Regions from separate parts of the Hordeum vulgare genome. Here regions 1 and 2 are each linked to region 3. The links are chromatin contacts, called in public Hi-C maps. All regions are on one chromosome and are shown on one strand. The core of a region is the stretch at or near the end of the contact, and the rest is flanking DNA. Distances in the headings are between cores, read along the strand shown. Region 1 holds the start of LOC123424615 (probable ATP-dependent DNA helicase CHR719). Region 2 holds the start of LOC123424592 (alpha-mannosidase). Region 3 holds the start of LOC123424625 (serine/threonine-protein phosphatase BSL1 homolog).

Region 1 (3,225 bases), core at 391-2,890, 280 kb after region 3:
TAGAGGATAGAAACCATCCGGGAGATCATGCACCTGCATCCACAACTCTAGCATATCAAGTTCGATCAACGATGGTTTTGTGAACCCGTCGTACTTAGCCAAGATCACCGCGTTGCCCTTGTAATTCCAGGGCCCTTCTCCCATTACGTGTTCCCAGACTTCCAGACATGTGAATTGCAGAATGTAAAGGTTCTCCTCGAGCGGGCGGCTCTGTACTGTGTGGGCTAAATCCCATGCTGCGCGCATGGTCTTGAAAAAACCATACTGACTGTACTTCTTCTCTGTATGGACTCGCACTATGGCCATCCAACGAGTCGCAGTCGGCGGAGTGGGTCCTCTTTCTCCACCACCACATCATCCATGTCCTCCTCCTAGAGGCCCATCTTGCTCATAAAAGCCTCCAAGTCCGACGCAACTGTAGAACTTGAAGCTTTTGTAGCCATCTTGATTCCATGATCCGAAATGAGATTCAATCGGGTGCTGAAAGAAACCCTATCAATCCCCAAACAACTAAACCAAGAGGCCAAGACCGGACAGCGCTACGAGGAGCGCACCTTGATCGGTCCAAAGGCCGGTTGCCGATGCAGATGGAGGGAGGGTAGACGAAACCCTATGTTGACGAGCAAATCGTCACCGAGGGGAGATAAACCCTAACGACAGGGTAACGCGTTCTTCTTAGGCTGCCCGTAATGGAAGTAACATAGATAGTATCATGCATGCTAACTACTCCATCCGTTCGTAAATATAAGTCTTTTAGAGTTTTTGCTAGGGGACTACATACGGATGTATATAGATATATTTTAGAGTGTAGATACATTCATCTTGCTTCGTATGTAGTCTCCTAGTAAAATCTCTAAAAGGACTTGTATTGAGAAACAGAGGGAGTAGACAATTTTGATGAGGTGACGTATAATTTAATGAAAAAAGAAATGGTTGAGTATCATATCATGATACCGTATCATATTAAATGATGTGCTACTATGTTTCTTGCATGACAATAAATGAACTATCCTATAATACTAATATATGGTACTATGCATTACAGATATGATATCATACATTAATATCATATACATGATACTATAATACATGATACTAGTTATTAGAGCAAGTACAATAATGTACAATCAGCAGGTTGTAAGAATTAAAATATTATATTTTTGCTGAGTTGGATGAGAGAGAAGAGGAGAGAGAAGGAAAGCGAGCTCTTCGTGAAGAGCCATGTGTAACACGTGCTCCTAGGTGCCTTGTGAGAGTGAAAGATGGACCATATATGATAAAAGTAGTACTCCCTCCGTCCCAAAATAACTGTCTCAACTTTGTACTAGCTCTAGTACAAAGTTGTACTAAGTTGAAGACACTTATTTTAGGACGGAGGGAGTATTTTTTATAGCTAACTATTATACAAACTAGCTATAAGATGGGTTATAAGAGCTTGTGGGCAATATGTGCAACGTGCGTTCTCTTTAGCGCACACGCAAAGAATGACAAAGCTGACGTGGACCTGGGCTTAGCCCTTCCTACCGGCGGCCCTGCCCTAGGCCCGCAGTTCTGTCCCGCAAATCCAACCCGGCCCGAACCTACCCGATCTGGCGCATATTATCCCGACCCATTAAAACAAAAAAGCGAAAGAGAAAAGAAAACCTAAATTCCCCATCCGAAGCGCAGAGCCACCCCCCTAGCCCCGGCGCCCGCCCGCCCGCCCGCCTGCCTCCCCGATCGATCCATCGAAGCCGAAGAAGCTTCCCCTCCCCACTGACAACACCGCGCGAAAACATAACAAAGCCAGCCCCCCGCAAAGGCTTCGAGCGGGGCGTTGCCGCGCTCCGATTTGAACCGGGAAGCGGGGGGACGAAGACGAAGGCCCCCGCCTCGCCTCCGCCGCGTCGCGCGGGCTGGAGGCGGAAACCCTAGCGATGGCGGCGTCCGTGGACGCGGCCGCGCCTGCTCCCCCGCCGCCCGTCGCCGCGCCCGAGGAGGCCGGCGGGGGCGACGTGGAGCAGGCCAGGATCCTCATCGGCGCGCTCAACCTGCTATCGCGCAACCTCCCGCTGCCACCCGCCGTCCTGTGCGCGGTCTCGTCCATCTACAACCACGGCGGTGAAGACGCGGGGGACGAGGATGAGGTGGATGAGGAAGGGGCCGAGGGCCCGGCGCTGGTCGGGGATGAAGGCCAAGGGGGGGATCCCGCTAACGCCGTCGGTGCGGCCGAGGTGCGTGCCGGTGCTTCTCCACTATGTGGCGCGTTTCGGTTGGATGCTCTGGCGTCGCGTAGCTCGATGGGGACTGGTGCCGGGGTTTGGTCTGATGCGCGGTCTGGCTAGGGTTTGTGGGATTGGCGAGATTTAGCTGTGGTTCCCAATAATTAATTACTGTGGTTCGTGCCTTCCTGCTTCTCATTTTGGGTTCGACTTGGGCTGGATGTTTGTGCAATTGGGAACGTTAGCTTTGGCGCTTTGTAAGTGAAGGGATATTTATGCGTGTGGTTTAGTAAATTTTTCTGGCTGATACGCTCTCGATTCACCTTGGATGAACACATGATTAATTGGCTATACATATCAACTTATATTATCCCCGGGCTACAGGACTGGTGCTAGTTCTATTTAGCAAGGCACTCAGCTGGGATGGCTTGAATGACGTTTGATGATTGGGTATCATGTTGCTTGTTTGGGTGACTGGGCCTTCTAATGTCAGAATGGAATCAGAAACATGTAGCTTCATTTCCAAAATGTACTATATTTAGCTAGGACTTCCTTGAGAATCAGTCTTGCCATCAGACTGATTTTCGTTAATGAGGGGAGTCAGATGAAAAAATGGGATAAATAAATTGCTTGTCTTCCTTTATACTCCCTCCGTCCCAAAATTCTTGTCTTAGGTTTGTCTAAAAATGGATGTATCTAAATACTAAAACGCGACTAGATACATTCATATCTAGACAAATCTAAGACAAGAATTTTGGGACGGATTGAGTATGTTATAAGTTGTTTGCCGTCATAACTGATCCGAGGTACTTGCTTCTGCCCCACTCCCCTTGTTTCGAGAAACTTCTCCTTCTCCCACTGTTTGTGACACCGATCTTGGGTTAGAAAATAGCCACACAAGTCGTCTCTTGACCTGACAAGAAATTACCAGGAAGGAAAGCACGACAAAATCACATAAAGTAAATACAGGATGACCTGGAGAGTTCTGGAGTCACTTCTCTGCACAAGTTTAAGACTGAATTTT
Region 2 (3,463 bases), core at 856-3,355, 460 kb after region 3:
TTTGTGGATTTATCCCCCAAACTTGTCTACGAGGTAATCTCTTCCGTTTCCCATCTTTCTATCCAAAAAGTATTGCGTATTTTTCAGATTTGTATTAGTTAGGTTGAGAGCCATGTTTTGATTGGATTTGAAATGTAGATGAGGAGTTAGTCATATTTTATGAATCCTAGATGAGTAGTTTTGGTATATGACTATTCCTATGAGTAGATGGCGTGAGTTTTATGAAGAAATGAGTAAATGACTATTTTTTTAAAGATGAGTAGATTCATATGAGTATTTTTTAGTAATATGTAGATGAGTGGATTAGTAGATGAGTAGATTCATATGAGTATTTTTTTGAAGATGAGTAGATTCATAAGTGTATTTTTTGTGATATGTAGGATGGTGTGGCTTTTGAATGATGCCTATGAAGTTGAACACCGGGCCTATTTGATGTTCGAGAAGGGGATGGTAAGTACAATATATGTTCAAAAATCATGTATTTATTTAATAAGATGAAACCGTAATCATATCACTCCTCTCTGTTTGCAGAAGCTTATGCCCTTGAAGATTCGGTCTCACGGGGCATCGACTGTCATGTCGTACGATGAGCGGTACACATCATATATCGAGATGACATGACTCCTTCCATTCATTCAGCTTGTGAGTCGGTCAACGCCAACCTGAACGCTGCGGCAATCAGTGCATTTACTGATCAGTGGAGGCCGAAGACCCATAGTTTTCACCTCTGGACCGGAGAGATGACAATGACTTGAAGATGTTTCCATGATCACCGCACTTCCGATCGAGGGGAAGCCTCTTTGTATGAAAGCCTATAAGCGATGAACTCAGAGGTGAGTTGTCTATGGTTTTGCGACGAAAGCTTGCCATCAACCCTCTTCCCTCAACACCTGTGAGGCATACAACTGATAATGTTCCATCCTGACCCTCCTTTCCATGGTCTTGCACGGACAATCCATGGACATCATGAATCCTCACATGCAACCGTGTAACGTATCTTCATGTTTGAATGAACAACTTTGTGTGGCCTATAATGCGTAACAGAATATTCATCCTAACCCCATCGTACCCCTTATCCTAACATACAAACAAATAGAACAATATCATACACATCCCAAATTTCATGAAAAACTAGGGTTTCCTCACATTTGCAAAAAAATCACCAAATGAGATCTTTTTTGGGATGAGAAGGAGGGAATTACCTTAGGGGACGGATTGGACAACAAATGTTCGGACCAAACCTTCAGATCTGCTGATTTGGAGAGGGATTTGAGAAAGAGGACGACTTCAACTCGAGCTGTGAAGTGAAGTGAAGGGGGTGAATGAGGAGGGGTGGGGGAGAGGGCTGGCCCGTGGCTCGATAAGTCATAGTGTGGCGCCTAAGCGCTCGACGTCACACTGTAGAGTGTGCAACGCCTGAGGCTTAGGCGTCGCACTGCCGGGGGGATGGGACAAGCTGTGTCAGCGTGGACGGCACCGACGGCTTAGGCGTCACACAATGTAGTGTGACGCCTAGGTGTCGGACGCCACACGAAAGGGTCAGCTCAATGATTTTTTTCTCTCCGCGGGTTCACTTTACGAGTTCTTTCAACCCATGGGTTAGATTTGTCAATTTTGCCCGATCTTGCTCGTTCTTGGCTCGGTGTGCCCACACCCGAATCATGTGGGCCGCATGATATAAGCCTTCTAAACGAGAATTAGGGAGTACATTGAAACATTTGATGAATCCATTCCTATGAACCTAAGATTCCAACAGAAAATAAAATCTATAAATTGAAACCTTTCAAAATTATTTCAACCAAAGTACCCGCAAAAATAAAAAAATAAAAAAATTGTCAGCCAAAGACACCGGCGGTATTTTACTCTTTCGGTCTCGTACGCACGCATGGACCTGTGCTATCGGTGGCAGCTCCCTTTCCTTGACTGCCGGCGACTCCATAGTAGTAGTAAAACAACCCGATATTCCACAAAGGCACAAATGCCTCCCTCAAAAAAAAAAAAGGAAAAGAAAAAGGCAGAAATGCCCGCCGGCCGGCCGGCCACGGGCAGCCAGCGCGCGGCCCACCCATGTATTTAGGCCGCTCCGCCGCCCCACTCCCGAGGGAAGGAAGCCAGCGAAGCGGACCATTTCGCACGGAGGCACCGAGGAAGCGAGCGAGGAGGGACCCAAGCCATGGCGCTGCCGCTGGCCCTGGTGGCCCTGCTCGCCGCGGCGGCGGCGGCGAGGGAGGCGCACGGGTACGTGGCGTACAACACGAGCGCGGGGACGGCGGCCGGGCTGCTGAACGTGCACCTGGTGCCGCACTCCCACGACGACGTCGGCTGGCTCAAGACCGTCGACCAGTACTACGTCGGCTCCAACAACTCCATCCAGGTGCGTGCGCGGGCAGGCGGGCGCCGCCGATGCCCTCCATGGCCGCGGTTCGTGATTTCTTCCGTCTGCGTGCATTGCTGCAGGGCGCGTGCGTTATGGACACGCTAGACTCCGTGGTGGACGCGCTGGCCAGGGACCCCGGCCGCAAGTTCGTCGTCGCGGAGCAGGTCACGTGCTCGCCCGAATTCCCCCGTCCAATTCTCCTCCTCCTTTGCTTTGGATGTTTCTCCCCTTGTTTCTCTCTGCTTTGCCCACAGTAATATCTTTTCATTTATTGTCATGCATTACACATAGTAACACAATAGTTAATATGATACGGTATACTCAATTTTTTTTTATTTAATTTTATGACACCTCATTAAATATGGTCAGTTGACATGCAAGATACTGTACCGTACTATTTAAGGAAGTAACGTCCCCGCCTTAGTTTACCTTATGACTGAGCACGGTAATGATTGAACAGTCATTGCTGCTTGCTTGTGCCATGGATGGGTGGTCTCGTTTTAAAAGAGCACGAATCATCAATCATCCACTGTTTCACTGCAAGTGTGCAAACCCATCTAGAGTAGTTAATTCGGCGGTGGGGCCACACCTTTCACGTGATCATCTTATCCGGAAATGATATTATAAATGACCATATCTTGTAAGATGCCTCAATAGGACTGTTCATCCTTCAGTTGGCTTGTAATGATTGGCCGTATGAATCAGCCGCAGTGTCCAGTGACATGGTATATAGGAATCCATAATGTATCTTGTGGAAATTACATGGAAAATAAATAAAGAAATACGAGTAAGAAAAATCTTGGAAGAAAAAAGGTAGTTCATGGAAACATTGAATCACACAAGCCAGAATGGCCCTTTTTCCCTCAATCTTGACATCTGAACTGGGGTTAACTCACTTTGCCCATTTCAGCACTATCCTCAATTCAGACATAAAAACACTTAAACTTGACACCGAGTGTTAGCCCCTACAATTTGGTTCTCATGAATCACACAATTTTAGTTAGGGCTTAGATGTTTTAAATCTCATAAGATGAAATGGATCTAGACCACTGTTTGATGGCCAGAAATTTGTTTCTCTCTTTATGT
Region 3 (3,602 bases), core at 249-2,748:
TAAGTTGGATGGCACCAAATCAGAACTCAAAGATACCAAGTTCCTCATACCTGGAAAACAACCATGGTGCCCACAGCAGCAGCAGAATGCGCAGCCCTCGGAGATGGAGGATCTCCAGCTGGATGTAACCTGCAGGCACGTAGAACTTAATTTAATGAATATACCGTTACGAGTCCATACGAATCTACCGTTACGACAAAAGAATCTAGTGCTGTGAGTCCATTCGACTTGCCTAACGAACGTACCATTACGAGGACATGCGGTAGTGTCAAAAACTCTCTTATATTATGGGACGGAGAGAGTATATCGTTACGAGTCCATTCGGCTTGCGTAACGAATATACTGTCACGAGTCCATTTGGCTTGGCTAACGAATAAGCCCAGCTAAGTAACTGATGTATGGAAAGCATATAATTGTGCACAACTGCATGAGCTCAAACATAAGATACAGAGTTCACCACATTTACCTGAACAAGACACAAGTACAACCCATAATTGGACACAATCTACACATCCGGCCTCCCCAACAAGAAATGACTTAAAATTGACCTAGAATTATGGCTTGTAATGAAGCCAAATGGAGGCTCTCCAGCTGGATATAACCTGCAGGCACGTACAACTTAATCTAACGAATATACCGTTACGAGTCCATACGAATCTAGCGTTACGATTCCATTCGGATTGCCTGACGAATATACCGTTACGACTCCATTCGGCTTGCCTACCGAATAATGCCAAGCAAAGTAACTGATGTATGGAAAGCATATGATTCTACACAACTGCTATAGTGAGCTCGAACATAAGATACAGAGTTCACAACATTTGACACAACCAGACACAGGTACAACCAGTAATGGGACAGAATCTACATTTAGCCTCTGCGACGGAATATGACTCAAAATTGAGCTACAATTACGCCTTCTAATGAAGCAGCTGAGTAAAATCTGGGTGGAGCAGCGGCCTCACCTGGTCCACCTCCGCTTGTCCACGTCGTACGAGTGCACCGTGTTGGTCACCCCCGCGAGCCCTTCAGCCCAAGACCAAAAACCCACCATTAGATAGAGCAAAACAGAAGGGAGAATCTCAACCGGAGCACGGCGCGCGCGAGAGGAGGGGGGCAGGGGGGCACCGAACTGATGCCGGGGAGGCCGGAGGTGGCGCCGGCCTCGATCGCCGTGGCGCCGCCGAAGAGGATGAGGCGCGGGCCGTGGCCCTTGGTGGGCGCGATGACGGTGAGCGAGTGGCCGCACCTGTAGCCCGGCGAGTCGTCGCCCGACCCCTCCCACCCCTCCACCTCCCTGTACGCCGGCGCCGGCACGACCCACGCGCCCTTCCCCGCCGTCCCCATCCCGGCCCCGAACCCTAGCTAGCTTCCCCTCCCCCCGCGCTAAACCCTAAGCCGCAGCCGCCACGGCGCCGACGCGGGTTGGGATCCGAGGAGGTGGGGAGTGAGGGGAGGAAGAGAAACGGCTGGGAGAGAAGAGAAGAGTAGTACTACTACTACTGCTGCAGTTCGCACTGGACGCGGAGAGGGAGGCGACAGCGGGGTGTGCGGTAACACGGTGGTGGGGCGGTGGGCGGGGGTTAATACGGTGGGGCCCGGGCGTCGGTGGGCGGGGGTAAATGGCGCGCGGGTGCGGGTGCGGGCGCTGCGGGAGTCAATGGGGGCCTCCGTCATCGTATACAGCTCAGAGGTGGGGGAGGAGCGAAGGAGGACACAACGGAAGGAGGAGGGGCGTGGGATGGTAGGCACGGCCGCCGCCGGGTGGGCTGTGGGCGCCACCGGCCCGGCTGGCTGACTTTATAACTGGTTGCCTTTTCGGATAGGTACAGTTCACAAAGGTTTCTCCTTTTGGATTGGAACCGGAACGTGTAGGGAAACGCAGAGAGAGGGAGACAGCCTCATAGGGCCACGGTGGCTGGCCGGGGCTTGGCCGCGAAGATCATCGTCAACACGATGGAGCATGGCTGGTCAGCTGGTTGTAGGGATGCAAACCAGGGCTCTCTAGGTCAGCCCCATGTAAATGCCACATGGGAAGGTGATTTGCTTGTAGCCGCGACGAGTGGCATGGCCACGGTGGCGGCGGCACCCAGCACGGTGCGGCCTCGGGCGTAGCAGGAGTGACGGAGGCGGTTGGAGACGTGATGGCATCGTGGCAAGATGGCGTCCTAATTTCGTGTGTGTGTGCCGACATCGGAGGGGCTATAGCGGGTGATGGCCCTATTTGTGGTTCGTCTTGGTTGCCGCGGTAGCGGTTCGATTTTAATTGTAACCCTACATCCAACATCCCCATCTTCGTCATCGACGAAGATTGAAGGTGGTGCAGCAGCGCTCGCGGCCAAGCCATCTACCTACTTTCAGTGTTCGCTCTAGCTAGCGGTGTGTATGGGATTCGAGATCTCATATGGGATTCGAGATCTCATGACAGTAGGATCCAACTACTAAGTCGTCACCAACTGGTATAATGGTCGTTGGCTATTTCGACAACAAGTATGTGCATCCAAGGTGAAAACCCATGATCGCGTATCTCCGTCTTGAACAGGCAATGTTGACATGGATTGCATCGTGCCCCTGTTAAAGGTGTTGGCTCAAAGCTCGCTTTGAGAATGGAAATGTCAAGTGCAACCTCTAGTTGGACCCGTCAACATCAATGTGAGTGTGGTGATGTCTTCCTTGTCTAGGAGTAGTTAGTTATTTCTCGATCATGTGGCATGGTGTTTGTGCAAGGTTTGTGGGATGTTGTCGTGAAACAGATCTTTTCTTTAAGCAATTCATTTAGCAGCAATGTTGGCTTTACTTGGCATTGTTGGATGATAATAATAATAATATTTAATTGTGTGCATCAAACGATGTGGAGGTCACGAATTGCTTCTCCTTTCCTAAGGAAACAAGGGAAGCGAGTTTAATATATATCATATGCAGGCTTGTAGGGTATCCAATCGGATCATTGAGTAGTTGATATAGTAATAAACAATACTTTTATAATGATATGTTGGAATAAACAATACTTTTATAATGATATGTTGGAACAATACTATGAGATAATAGTGAGGTTGTCTCATGTTTTTCCATCTATCAATGATGCATGCGATCTATAATTGTGATCATAGTTCATAAAACAACTTTGGTTGTCTACACATCTAGGTACTAAATGGTGGGGCACTGGCGATAAAAAGATGCGCCCATATGTACTTTAGAAAGAAAACGTATCGACGGGAGGAAAACAAAAGTATAAATACATCATTGTGAAGATATTAATGAACTGATATAATCCATGCGAAAGATCGATTATAAGGCACGAGGGTTGCATTCCAATAAACATAGTGTATGTTCATCATGTTGACGACCACTGCTTCTTGGACTCTTTGAGATACATGTTCTAAGGAGGGATGGATAATTAAGTTAAGGTCATTGTTACTATAGACATGCATGTAGCTCGCTCCAAACGTGAGAAGAAACAAAAACATGCCAAAAAACAGCATTTGACTTGCTCCTTCGTATGGACATCTATCATCACATGTGAAAGACTATTGGAAATATGCCCTAGAGGCAATAATAAAGTAATTATTATATTTCCTTGTTCAAGATAATTGTTTATTATC

Evidence for each region. Hi-C and Micro-C count contacts between places; a contact is called where the count stands out from the background.
Region 1: a Hi-C map of leaf shows a contact between it and region 3, with 7 times the contacts expected there. The contact joins the promoter of LOC123424615 here to the promoter of LOC123424625 in region 3. A contact is called at or near these places in 6 of 6 Hi-C or Micro-C datasets (leaf, seedling and an unstated tissue) and 1 of 1 datasets of contacts at active chromatin or transcription factors (embryo).
Region 2: a Hi-C map of seedling shows a contact between it and region 3, with 4 times the contacts expected there. The contact joins the promoter of LOC123424592 here to the promoter of LOC123424625 in region 3. A contact is called at or near these places in 2 of 6 Hi-C or Micro-C datasets (leaf and seedling).

What each region holds. Positions count from the first base shown.
Region 1 is chr1H:70,488,390-70,491,614 of MorexV3_pseudomolecules_assembly, reverse strand. It overlaps LOC123424615 (probable ATP-dependent DNA helicase CHR719), which reads left to right and starts at 1,640. Exons shown (of 12, transcript XM_045108258.1): 1 at 1,640-2,213. The coding sequence starts at 1,917.
Region 2 is chr1H:70,308,931-70,312,393 of MorexV3_pseudomolecules_assembly, reverse strand. LOC123424592 (alpha-mannosidase) reads left to right here and starts at 2,105. Exons shown (of 29, transcript XM_045108236.1): 1 at 2,105-2,374; 2 at 2,458-2,541. The coding sequence starts at 2,174.
Region 3 is chr1H:70,770,200-70,773,801 of MorexV3_pseudomolecules_assembly, reverse strand. LOC123424625 (serine/threonine-protein phosphatase BSL1 homolog) reads right to left here and starts at 1,498. Exons shown (of 21, transcript XM_045108271.1): 1 at 1,134-1,498; 2 at 966-1,026; 3 at 51-129. The coding sequence starts at 1,347.